Linked DNA regions of Mus musculus: region 1 is linked to region 2. Evidence: chromatin contacts called from public HiChIP or PLAC-seq data. All regions are on one chromosome and are shown on one strand. Each heading gives the region's core, a stretch centred on a gene start, on an enhancer-like site or on the middle of the called end of the contact. The rest is flanking DNA. Distances are from core to core; before and after follow the strand shown.

What was found. HiChIP or PLAC-seq counts read pairs in DNA pulled down with a chosen protein or histone mark.
Region 1: an H3K4me3 HiChIP or PLAC-seq map of embryonic forebrain shows a contact between it and region 2, with 8 times the contacts expected there. The contact joins the promoter of Pou3f4 here to the promoter of Tent5d in region 2. A contact is called at or near these places in 1 of 39 promoter capture datasets (hippocampal neurons) and 2 of 115 datasets of contacts at active chromatin or transcription factors (astrocytes and embryonic forebrain).

The regions. Positions count from the first base shown.
Region 1 is chrX:110,809,970-110,816,461 of GRCm38.p6, forward strand. It overlaps Pou3f4 (POU domain, class 3, transcription factor 4), which reads left to right and starts at 4,410. Exons shown (of 1, transcript NM_008901.2): 1 at 4,410-6,492. The coding sequence starts at 4,496. The coding sequence ends at 5,581.
Region 2 is chrX:107,811,583-107,818,130 of GRCm38.p6, forward strand. Tent5d (terminal nucleotidyltransferase 5D) reads left to right here and starts at 4,895. Exons shown (of 6, transcript NM_001163104.2): 1 at 4,895-5,059. It overlaps 2610002M06Rik (RIKEN cDNA 2610002M06 gene), which reads right to left and starts at 4,752. Exons shown (of 8, transcript NM_025921.3): 1 at 4,553-4,752. The coding sequence starts at 4,568.

The DNA.
Region 1 (6,492 bases), core at 3,160-5,659, 3.0 Mb after region 2:
GAGCGACAGTGAGGAGTATGCTGTTCTGAAGGGTAGCTGTGCCTCCAATCCAAAATGTCTTATGAGCTCAATGTACAGATACTGGGAGAAAATGCCTCTTTCTCTGCTGCTTTCAGAAGCTGTTCAATTGTGTTCCCTTCTTTATGTTCTCCTGGCTTTCAAAAAGAAAAGATACACTTGTCCCTAGCAAACCCGATCTAACTTGTCCTGCTTCCAAAGTGAACTTGTGGTGAAGGTGAAGTTTTCAGTCTAGAGGTCATGCCCACGTGCCACGTCCTACTGTCTGCAGCTTCATGCTATATTACACACAATGAAATCTGGCCTTTTAGACGCCTTTCCCAACCCCCCACCCCCACCCTCTGCCAGCTTCAGCTCCCAACAGCCTTTCTCCTCCCTTCACCAATTTGTACACATAATGAGAACCTTAATAATCTACACTCAAATATTAAATCTGCAGGAGTCATGATCACTATGGCTGGGGTGCTTTCAGAATCAGTCTGGATGCAGGCTGCTCAGCTGCAGCCATGCTAGCATGCTTCTACAGGAGCCTGAATTACATTAATCTGCTTAATTTCTTTTGTGAATCCTTCCTTGCTTGGAAACAGAGGGCTTGAGCTTCTGCCGTGACATTCAGAAACTTACATCATTCAATTTTGTGAGGAGGGAAAACTATCAGAAACTCCCAAGCTAAAAATAAACAAAAGTATAAGTAAATCAAGCCAGTCTGACTTTCTTTTCCAAAAGAATTATATTGCCCTCATTGAGAAGAATGAAGGGGTATGAAAAATGTGGGGTGGGAAAGTGGAGTGTGAAACAACTCAACAGGGAATGAAGATGTTGCCCAGTGCTTTCATGATCCAGGAATTGAAACTTCTGCACTCTTGCTGGAGAAAGCTAGTGGATTCACTACTATTACAGTTCCTCTACTTCAAAGCCCAGTTCTTATCTAGAGTGACTTTTAGCTTCTTCCCCCAGCCCTGTAGGTTTGATAGCTATTGTCATATTATTCAAACCATTAGCTCTAGAGGGAATGGGGAAATCAGACTGAGGACCTAGAGTGAACTTCACGATGAGGAGCATATCAAGATATGCCTTTAGCCCAGATGCCAGGGAGAGCAAGCTTGGTAGGGGTGACTTGGAGTTTAAGGCAAATTACAGTCTATGAAAAATAAGTTACCAGCTCTTTGCAACAGTAGCTTCGATTGGACTTATTTTTCTCCCATGTCCAGACAGGGTCGTCTATTGAATGAGGCTCTTTTATTTTGCATGGGGCAGGGGATTTGTGACCATGGTCCCCCCTTTTATTCCTCTCTCTATGGAAACCCAGATCATGGGGAGAAATATGCAAGGCTGAATAAAGAGAAGCCACAGAAAGGAGCTCTTGAGAGCAGCATCTGTTACACTTGGGAAGTTAGACTGACAGGAGAGGGCGAAGGAAACCTCTCTAGTAGATTAGTTAGAACAGCAAGATTTGACTACATGTAGATATTTTCTTCAGAAAGCAAAATACCTCACATTCAAGCGAAGATTTTGTTACAGTTGTCACAGGGAGTGATTTCACTTAATGCAATAGGCATGATCTATATTCATAAAAAAATTTTAAATGAGAGAAGTAGGAAGAGGGGAGAGGAGAGGAAAGGAGAGAAGATGCAAGAGGATAAGCAGGGGAAAAGAAGAGAAAAAGGAAAGATGATTACTGTTCCTAATATACATCTATGTTAAATTAAAAAGTAAAACATAGGGCTGTGAGAAATCTGTTTCTGGGTATAGATGTCCCCTCTTTGCTACCCTCCCCCTACCTCCAGACTTGGAACTAATGGTCTGAGCTACTTTTGCTTTACTAGCAAAACCCAGTTATCAAAGCAAGGCCATGACTAAGAGGAAGGTGGAATCCAAAAAATTCCTGCAAGTCCAAACTAGAAAAGGACCCCCTTTTAACCAAAATTATTTATCAGATAATTATCTTTAACTTCTTAACAGCCAGTCTGAGATAAGCAATTCTTTCACCCAAAAGCAGCTGCTGGGTGGGGGTGGGGAACATACCAAGAACATGGCAATAATAATGATCAGAGTTTTGCACATACATTTCTTCAACACATTTCCTCTGACCTTTCAGCTGACCCAACAAATACTAACAAACGGATCACCAAACAGGCAGCATAATCGAGCACCGAAAACTTCTTTTTGTTTGATTTTAATGAGTTCTTATTTCTTCAGAAGCATAAGCTCAGGCACAAATTGGATTGCATTCTTGTAAAAAGATTATGCATACATTCAGCAGTAAGAAACAGCCTACCTCATTCCTCCACAGAAAAGAGAAGAGAGGTAGAAACAGACACACAGAGATGGAGAGAGAGTGTCTGCGCACCAGAGTGTTAGAGGGAGGGAGGGAAGGACAAGAGGGTGGAAGGGAGGGAGGGAGAGAGGGAGGAAGGAAGGGAGGGAGGGAGAGAGGGAGAGGCAGAGGGAATGAATCGATTTCTAGGTTAAAAGCAGATAAGCCCTTACAATAGGGCATCAGCAAATGAACCTACAATTTCAATGAGGGAGCAAGGAGGATGGCGAAAGATCCTCTCTGCCAGTAATTACTAAGTGTTTATCTTTAAGAGCAAAAGAAAGATTTCAAACAGATGCAAGGTTTTCTCCCCTAAGAAACGCCATTTACATTTACCAATCTCCGCTCCTATTACTTTATGCTGTCATAAAAATAATCACCAATTTCATAGGAAATAGATGCTCCTTAGCTATATAAAGGAATGGCAGAATAAGCTCACCTTGTTCTTATTTTTTTTTTCTCATTTTCTTGCATTTTCTTCAGATCTGTCTTCTTAGAGAAACTAATGCCTTAATGACTTTCTGGTAGCTGCAAGCCTTCTTTTATTTCAGCTAAATATATGAAAATGTATGCAAATTTAAATCAAGCTTAACCTAGGAGCTCTTGCAATATATTTAATGGAATTTCAAACCAATAAGGGAACTCTGATGCCGTCTTCTGTAAGAGCAAATATAATTACACAGCTAGGTTGCCTCCAAAATTACAAAACAAAAGGGCATTTTTAAAACTTCAAATTTGGTGTGGGGTAGTGTGTTTTGCTTTTTCCCAGCTGCTAGTGTAATTCTAAAATCTTTGCATTTCTCCTAACTCTGCTTCCAAGCAACAACACCTTTACATGGGGCTGTGAAGGTAGTGGAGTTAGTCTACTCTGACTCATAAAAGCCTTTCTTTTAACCAAAATTTGAAAAACAGTTGGGTCCCCAAGGCTGAAAGCTAACTCAAGCTTTGTGGCAGTTGTGGAGGGATGGAGGAGTTGAAAAAGATGTCTAGCCACCAAGATCTCTCTCACCGGATTTCTTCCAGTTTTCCCCCACCCCCTTCATCTCCCTGCTCTTCTCTTCCCTCTCTCCTCATTTCTCCTCTCTGATTCTCTAAATTTTCAGAAATTCGTAGAGGAAGCATGATTCTCAATATTTCCTTCTCACTGCCAAGGAAGCAGGATACAAATGTTTCAAAGAGTTGTCAAGGGGCAGCATTAGGCAGGCATGGTGTTATGAATGCCTTCCCTTCTGCCTACTGGGAGTGGGGGAGTGGGTTTTCAGTGTGTCGGGGTGAGCGTGAAAGATGACTGCGGGCTTCAGCAAGCAGCTCCCCTGGCATAGTGGAGAGACCTCTGATGGAAACTGGCAGGGGAGCCAAGATAAAGCCAGGTTTCCAATTAACCAGCAAACTTCAAACTGACTGAGTCTTCCAAAGATCACTTTAAGATTTACATTCCAAAACCTTCATACACTGAATCTAAATTTTAAGAAAAAAAAGGGGGGGGTATCGTTTAAGCTTTTTAATTTCTTATAAATGAAATATAAGTGAGCAACATATACTGGGATAACGTTTATTGGATCATGGAAATTTTATTTGGGGTTCTGACCTAAGACATCGCTCTTTGCTCAAAGTTTGCAGATGCCTTTTATTTTCCCTGTCCACACATTAACCCAAACGCTAACTAAACCGGAATTCTTTCATGCATTAAGATCAAAATGATATTTTAATTTGTTTTATTTATTTGTTTTAATTTAAATAAGTTAAAAGGCGACCTGAAACTGAAGTTAGCCTCCTCGCTGCCCCTCCATACAAATATCTACCTTCTATTTATTCTCTGCCACTAACAGCCTTGTAGTCTCCGGGAGGGGGGAAAGGGTTAACTAAAAGAGCCGCTGCCACTCTGAGCTAGGCAGCCAATGGAGCCTAAAGATTGATTCACTTCCTGCTTGGGTCTCACTGAAACTCCCGAGCTTTGCCAGCCTAATTTGGAAAGCGAGCTCGGCCTCCCGCACCACCATTGGCTGTGTTTATGCCTGGCCAGGCCAAGTCGCACTGCGATTGGCCTCCGCGGGTGCCGGTAACCCGCGCTAGCGGCTTTGGTTCCCCCGCACCATAGATGTCAAAGGCTGAAGCTGCTCCCTTTGCCACATTATAACTAGTAGAGGATCCTCATCGACCATGGCCACAGCTGCCTCGAATCCCTACAGCATTCTCAGTTCCAGCTCCCTTGTCCATGCGGACTCCGCGGGCATGCAGCAGGGAAGTCCTTTCCGCAATCCTCAGAAACTTCTCCAAAGTGACTACTTGCAGGGAGTTCCCAGCAATGGGCATCCCCTCGGGCATCACTGGGTGACCAGTCTTAGCGACGGGGGCCCGTGGTCCTCCACATTGGCCACCAGCCCCCTGGACCAGCAAGACGTGAAGCCGGGACGCGAAGATCTGCAACTGGGCGCAATCATCCATCACCGCTCGCCGCACGTAGCCCACCACTCGCCGCACACTAACCATCCGAACGCCTGGGGAGCGAGCCCTGCTCCAAACTCGTCCATCACGTCCAGCGGCCAACCCCTCAATGTGTACTCGCAGCCAGGCTTCACCGTGAGCGGTATGCTGGAGCACGGGGGACTCACTCCACCACCAGCTGCTGCCTCCACACAGAGCCTGCATCCAGTGCTCCGGGAGCCTCCAGACCATGGTGAGCTGGGCTCGCACCACTGCCAGGACCACTCTGATGAAGAGACTCCAACCTCTGATGAGTTGGAACAGTTCGCCAAACAATTCAAACAAAGAAGAATCAAGTTGGGCTTCACGCAAGCCGACGTGGGGCTGGCACTGGGCACACTGTATGGCAACGTGTTCTCGCAGACTACCATCTGCAGGTTCGAGGCCTTACAACTGAGCTTCAAGAACATGTGCAAGCTGAAACCGCTATTAAATAAGTGGCTGGAGGAGGCTGATTCATCCACAGGAAGCCCGACCAGCATTGACAAGATCGCTGCTCAAGGCCGCAAACGCAAGAAGCGAACCTCCATCGAGGTGAGTGTCAAGGGCGTACTGGAAACACATTTCCTCAAGTGTCCCAAGCCTGCAGCGCAGGAGATCTCCTCGCTGGCAGACAGTCTCCAGTTGGAGAAAGAAGTGGTGCGTGTCTGGTTCTGTAATAGAAGACAAAAAGAAAAAAGAATGACTCCGCCAGGGGATCAGCAGCCACACGAGGTTTATTCGCACACGGTGAAAACAGACGCGTCCTGCCACGATCTCTGACTGGAGGAAGCAAGGAGGTGGCCCGCTGCACTGGGAGCAGTGCTGATACAATTCTCTCTTTACCTTCCTTTCAGCATTACATCCTTTATTGTTGCTATCTCTCTAGCTTGCTAGCTCTTCTTTTCTTTCACAGGGGTTTCTAACTTCTTATGACTTATGTTAAGAAAAGAAACACACACACGCGCGCGCGCTCAGGCAAACACGCACGCACGCGCGCGCGCGCGCGCGCGCACACACACACACACACACACACACACACACACACACATACACACACACATTCAGGCTTCTCAACTCTGAAACACAATTATATTAAGAAGTCCAGGTGGGGACCCTGTATTCCCTGCTGCCAGGACAATTTCCCTCCAACCTTTTTCTGCTGATCAATATATATTGTTTACTCTGAGTAAGATTTGTTTGGTTGCTCCTCTCTAAGAAGGGCAAGGAGCTGGGTAACGGGTGGGGGGCGGGGGAGGGTGGGAAGACAGATGTGTGCCTATGAATAACCTTTCAGCGCCTTGGTTATAGCAGCTGTATTTCAGGTGAAATCTGTTTTACAATAGACTAGTTTTGCATTTTTTTAAAACTTCTATAGCGTTTCTAATTGTCTGCGGTGTTTTACTACAAGCTGTACACAATATTTGTGAGATAATTTGTATCTAATCGACCACTCCACATTATTATTGCTATTATTATTATTTCTTCATTGAGCTGATGGGTTTTTAATTGCTTAAAAAGGGAGGGAGGCTGAAAGGAGGAGAGAGAAAAATGCTCACCTCCTGCACTCCCACACTTGAGGAGAGGATATGGTGGAGAAAGTTGTTGATGCTTCTATTTTCCCCCCCGGAACTGAGTGCCTATATGGGCAGAACAAGCAAACTGAATAGGTTTGCAAAGTAGCCTGAAGGCTA
Region 2 (6,548 bases), core at 3,645-6,144:
AAATCATCTGAACTAGAAGCAACTTTAGAGAAAGTTTACTAACTTGAAAATATAAACCTACTGATCAGTGGTTCTCAACCTCCCCAATGATGTAACCCCTTAATATAGTGCATGCTGTGGTGACCCCCAGCCACAAAATTATTTTTGTTACTACTTCCTAACTATAATTTTACTACTGCTATGAACTGTACTGACAAGCAGGATATCTGATATGTGATCCACAGGTTGAGAACCACTGCTATAGCCATCCGGATAAATCTGCAGTAACTAAGGAATACAGAAACAAGGAGCACACACAGTGCTCCTTAGGTCAAGTCACACTAACTGTTAAAGGGAATCTCAGAATTGGTCCTCATATGGCATGGAAAGAATGACCTGAAAATTAGGATTCCATACTTCTTATAAAAGACAGCATTCTGTTGAGTCTATAAGCCATAAATTATGTATGCACTGGTAGGTGACCAATGTAATGGGCAAATGTGAAACACTGTAAACACTGGTAACTAATTCTGGTAAAGAGGCTATACCGTCCACTGAGCTTCAGCAAGGCTGACTTAACTGATTAGAATTTCCATGACTCTGGAGAGCTTGGAATTTTGCAGGACCAGGGCCTAATTACAATTTGTCTTGGACTATCTTTAGTTCCCTTAACAGCTATTCCTTGCCCACCTCTGTCTGGCCTAACATCCTGTGACTAACAGATAAAACCTTTTGAAAGGCATTAACAGACCAGCAGCTTCCACCAACCAGAAAGCTAAGAGTGTTCTCAGATAGATATGAGGCCTATAGCTGAGATTTTTCTGCTGTGCTGTACCATCTATCTGATGTCTCCAAAGATATATTGCAAAAGAGCCTTGATTTATAACTTTATTCTGTTGCTATATAAAAATCCACTAAACTATTAGCAGGTTGCAGTAATCTGAATCCAAGTTCTTAAGCCATGGTTAATCATACTTGGCTTCAGATTAAACTATGTCATCCCCTTTGAAGCAAGGATGGTTGTTTATGTTGACAGTGCTTTGATAAAAACACAACATTGTGTATCAACGCTGGCAAGTCTGATTCTGATATGTGACTTGTTTAGTTTTAGGATTTAAAGTGATTCATAAGATCTGCAATTATTGCTGGGCGGTGGTGGCTCACACCTTTAATCCTAGCACTTGGGAGGCAGAGGTAGGCGGATTTCTGAGTTCAAGGCCAACATGGTCTACAAAGTGAGTTCCAGGACAACCAGGGCTATACAGAGAAACCCTGTCTCAAAAAAGCCAAAAAAAAAAAAAAAAGATCTGCAATTACTAATAGCTATTTTTAAGTAGCTAGCTATTGCTCTGTGCAATACAGCCCCAGGTGATACCAGTCCTTCATTCCCTTTTTGAACTTGAGTATGTCCAGTACTTATTATCTACTTCATTGGTCTGTAACCACCCTCAAGTCAGAATGCCTAAAAATATTATAGCTACAGATAATGTCGCCAGAAAAACAGACATAATAATATTCAAAACTGTGCATACAATGTTAAACTAAGTCTACACATTAGCATTCATCTGAATTCTGAGTTACTTTAAATTGGTATTTAGATTCACAGATGTGTGACCTCTGGCCCCAGATCAAAAGCTGCTAAAAGATAGAAGTAGTATGTTTAATTTCATGTATCCATGATATGATTTGGTCTATAAGAAAGATCCCAATTCAATTATATTAATAATTAACTATTAACAGAAAGTCATTTGCTCATTTTTTTGTCTACTATGGGACCAGCGCTGTGTATGCAAATGAGCATTTGAAGATAAATGGCCCCATTCCCCAGGAATTCATAGTCTAAGGAAAGAGTTAAGTAAACAACCTTCTAAGGGTAGAGATGCTTAAATAAAGGGTATAACGATGCAGAAAGGAACAGGAGTAACTGGTAGGAAACGCTAGTCCTAAGATCTTAGACTTTGGAAGGACATCAGTTTAGACTAAGAAAACTAGAAAGTTCCTGTTAATGAATCACACTGAATTCCAATATTAAAATGACATATACCTGAGGTAATAAGGGAGGAACAACAGCACGGACCATGGGAGTAGCCCTTAATTATTTATCTACTAATTTCTCATTCCTGTAATTAACTTAACACTAAGACCTATAGATATACGTCACAGTAATTAAATCTGACTTCAATTAAAAATTTAAAGTGAGCTTTACTATTGTACAAAGAGATTAACATACTTAATCAAAGGCAACTAAACTATTTAATCACAGCCAAGCTTCCTAACAGTACAGTGAGAATTTTACGTTTTATAAAAGGTAAGGTGTTTTTCAAATTTTACTTCGTGTTATTTATGGAAGGTAGGTCTGAGTCCATATTATTTCCTACCGCTATACTGTGGTGGGGGTGTGGGGGGGGGGGTCTGGTTTACACATAAATGAACCAAGATGAGTAGTTATATAGTTTGGATCAAGTTAAACCTTACTACTTTACATAATAGATGAAAGAGTAGGCCATTGTTATTAGGTACAGATGTACTTATATTAATTTTTTAAGAAGTATTATACAATATAGTGTTTTGGACCTGACTTAGCTATAGTAAATACACAACAAGAACACCCAGAAGTTATGGTTAGCTGTACACTACCTAGACAAGTTCAAGCCCATTAAAATCCAAGCACTGATAAAAGAGGAGAAGGACTACTCAGGCCCCACCTCTAGCTGAGGAGGTACTAGCAACTGAGGCTATTGCAGTTGGGGGAAATCACTTTTCTTCAAATGGTTGCCCATGCCTGAGTGGACGTGGACGAGCCTACAGCCATGTAAATAGGAGCAGCACTTGACTGGACTCTGGGAGTTAGAAAATGAACATGTTAAAACTTTTCATTGAAAAAACAGTAACAGCCAGCCGGGCGTGGTGGCGCATGCCTTTAATCCCAGCACTTGGGAGGCAGAGGCAGGTGGCCAGCCTGGTCTACAAAGTGAGTTCCAGGACAGCCAGAACTGCACAGAGAAACCTTGTCTCAAAAACAAAGAAACAAACAAACAAAACCAAAAATGAAAGAAAGAAAGAAAAAATAGTAACTACATATTTTGTTACTGGGAATACAAGGCAGGCTAGACAAAGTAAAAATAGCCTGCTTCCATATTTTCAGAACATGAAATAAAAGCTTTTGAAGCTACTGCCTCTAATCCTTTCAAATTTTCTAGGAAAAAAAAAGAGAGCTAATAATTTTAAAGCTCTTCAAATCTCTAATACTTCAGATTATGTTCAAAAATACAATTCAGTAGGCACTACCATTTCTTTTTACTTTAAAAATGCCTTTCTAGGGTTGAAAGGTGAGACAATATGCTTCCCAAATGAGTCAAGTGGGTGACAGAGGATGAACACCATGCCTTAATTCAGAAAACTGTTGTTTCAAGGAACTTGGGAAATAAAACTGATATTTTGACTCAGAGTTCAATAAAGTGCTTGTCACTTTATGCTAATATTAAAACTATACTACAGTCACTATTTTTTTTTACATGCAGTAGAAACAGGACCTCTCTTGGTCATCTTTTCATGATCTGCACCTTTCCTCCAGGCTAGCACTTTAATGTACAGCATATCCTGACTAGTGCTGCAAGATTTACTGGATGACATAAAATTGAACCCATCAAAAAACCATTTTTACCTGTACTTCAGGCTTATAGACTAATAGCGCCAAAAGAGCTTAACACGAGCTACAGAACAGTTACCATAACCCATGGTTTATCTTTTTGCTATCTTGGAGTTGAAGAAAAAGCAATTTATTTTATTTTTCTCTAAAGCCAACCCCTGGAAGGAGCAAAAATTACAGCAACATGGAGCTTCTGTGATGGAATTTAAGTAGTGAAAAAGAAAAAGAAAGCCAAATTGTGTTCATGACGTCACCAGGAAGCTTTATTCTTAGCCCCTACTAATTGCCCAAGTGGCCAGACAGGTTTGGCTGATGGACTTTATGGCTTCAGGAATAACCTGAATTTCCTCAAGTGTTAAATTAGAATGCAGCGGGAACAGAAAGCGAGCACAGTTAGTTCGGAGGGTTCGTAGCAATCGCTCAACCTCATCACCAGTCACCTGCAGTCATTAAAGGGCAGTTCGCCAAAAGCAGTTTGTCCACGTACGCTTTGAGAACCTACACCTCCGCCTGGAGCCATAGGCAAACTCCAGTCGCCTCCCCTAGGTCCTGGCACCATTCCCTGTCAATTTCAAAGAGGCCAAAAATTCACTGATAAGGCAGGTGACAGAAATCCTCAACAAGGGGCGGTACGGGCTCAATTATCTCTGTCTGTCCACTGGCTCCTCTGACCCTCCCCACATTCGAGGATGGCAGCGGAGGCGGAGGCGGCGGCCGCAGCGAGGAGGAGGGTGAAAAATAAAAAAAATAAAAAAAAGGCCAACCCCAGGCCGCTGGAGCCTACCCATCCGCATCACAGCTCCCTCGCCCCACGTGCGGGCCCAAAGGGTCAAGCCCCTGGGCGTGTCCCCAGCACCCCTGCCTTCGCCCCCCCCTCCCCAGCCCCCAAGGCCCTGGTAGCATCTTGACCAACAGAAAGGATACTCTCCATGTTCGACATGATCTCTCGAGTTCACCGGGCGGGAGGAGGGGGAGGGGCAGGTAACACGCGGGACAGGGGCTGGACCCGCGAGTTGTGGGTCGCTTGGGCGCGCGGAGGGTGGCGGTTGTAGCGGGTTTCGAGGGATCCTAGCCCACTTCCTGTTTCGGTTTAGAACCCGTGGTGGGTGGAGTCCCACGAGCTAGAGAGGCGGGACTGGGACGACGCCAACATGGCTGCAGTGAGTCGCTTCGGTTAGGATGGCTCTGGTCGCTTGGGGGCGGTGGAGTCCGAGAGCTGAAGCTTAGGTCCCTCCCACTTAGATGCTTCACGTGCGCTCAGGATAACTGCGCTAAACCTGGTCCGGCATCCCACCGGACTTCTAGTTCTTTCTTTTGTCAACCTGGACGCCGCTTAGCCTTCCGCCCACCTCGTACCTCAGATTTCACACAGTCCTGGTCGTCCCTCATCCCTTTCTCTCAGAGCTTAAGTCTTAAAGGGTGAAGACAAAGGTATAGGACTTTTAAAGTACTTTTTAAAAATTCTGACAGTGTAAAAGAACGGCTCGAGGGGTTAGTGTGGTGGGTAATGTTGAGGTTTTTTAAACAATCTTGAACCTTAGAGTTGTAGGGTTGAAGGGGAAGGAGGAAAAGTCCGGCTCTACTTGAGAGGTAATGTTGCTTCGAAATTTTTTCTCATATTAGTTGGTTTAATTTTATTTTTCTTAAGCACAGCTGATGTATGGTCTAAAATTAATATAAAATCTCTATAATGGGTGGGAGCAGTAATGGGGGTGGTCGTAGATAGAGCTTGGCGTATTTTACGTTCCTTTGACTTTCAGAAATGTCCAGAGGTGGATTTATTAGAAGCACTCTCTGGACTTAGGAAAAGAGGGAATTTTAAGCAGATTTGTGGCATTTCAATTTTAGTGTCATAGAAATTACATATATTACTCTGAAAGTTAGTGTAATTGTCGTAATTGCTAAATCTCAGAAGTTTGTCATTTACCTCATTCTTAAATTCAACCTGTGGAATTATGTGCACAATGCCATACACTTTTTATCCTTAGGATTATTTCTTTTTTTTTTTTTTAACAAAACTGGCTTTAAAAGTGAATATTTTATTATTTTGTGTTAATGATAGTTGGTAAAAAGCTTCAGACTGTTTTCTAACTGTCCGTGTTTCATTAAAAGAAAAAGAGAACCCTTGCTCAATACAAAGTTCTGGGAAGTACAGTCTAGAAATCATTTCAATAGGCAGAACCGTGTAAAGGTTATTTTTAGGTTTGCATCTCACTTTATAGTTGGAGAACAAGACTTATGAAACTGAAAGCTTTGGAAATTTCATCAGTTCTCTGTGTGCCTTAAACAGTTGCCTTCATTGCTGGAAAACTACCTTTGGGGGTTAAAGGTAAAGATATCTGTCTGGAAAGACTTTCCCTTAGCACTTACTATTTTTAACATCATTCCTTCAGTAAAACCATAAATACTAGAACAACCTACCAAAACTTAAACATATGTGAGTTTTAAAATGCTGTTGTTAGAGTTATAGGTATGCAATGTATAAAAATAAACGTTAAATTAAAATTTTTTTCAAACGATAAACTTTTTCAAGAAGTATCTCTTTTATAAGGTCCTTGTTTATAGAGAGTGTTTGCTGCTGCTGTCTGTCTTAAGTAAAAAACAAAACAAAACTGTTATCGTCTGTACTAAACACCTAGAAGGTATTTTACGTTTATGAGGTCTTTTATGTTTTAAATCCCAAAGTTAACTTCATATTTTCTTGACTATCTGATTTTAATCATGGTCAGTTTTATAATTGAGTCAGTTACATGAATAAGTATTTTAAGTGAAAATATTTATAAAATAATCTTTAGATCCTAGACACTAAATATTAATATTTGTTTTGACTGCTTTGTGACAATGCTTTTGTGGCTTTTTAGCAAAATTTACTAAAGTGACTAGAAAATGTAATGGTTTATTGAAACTAAGCTCCATTGCA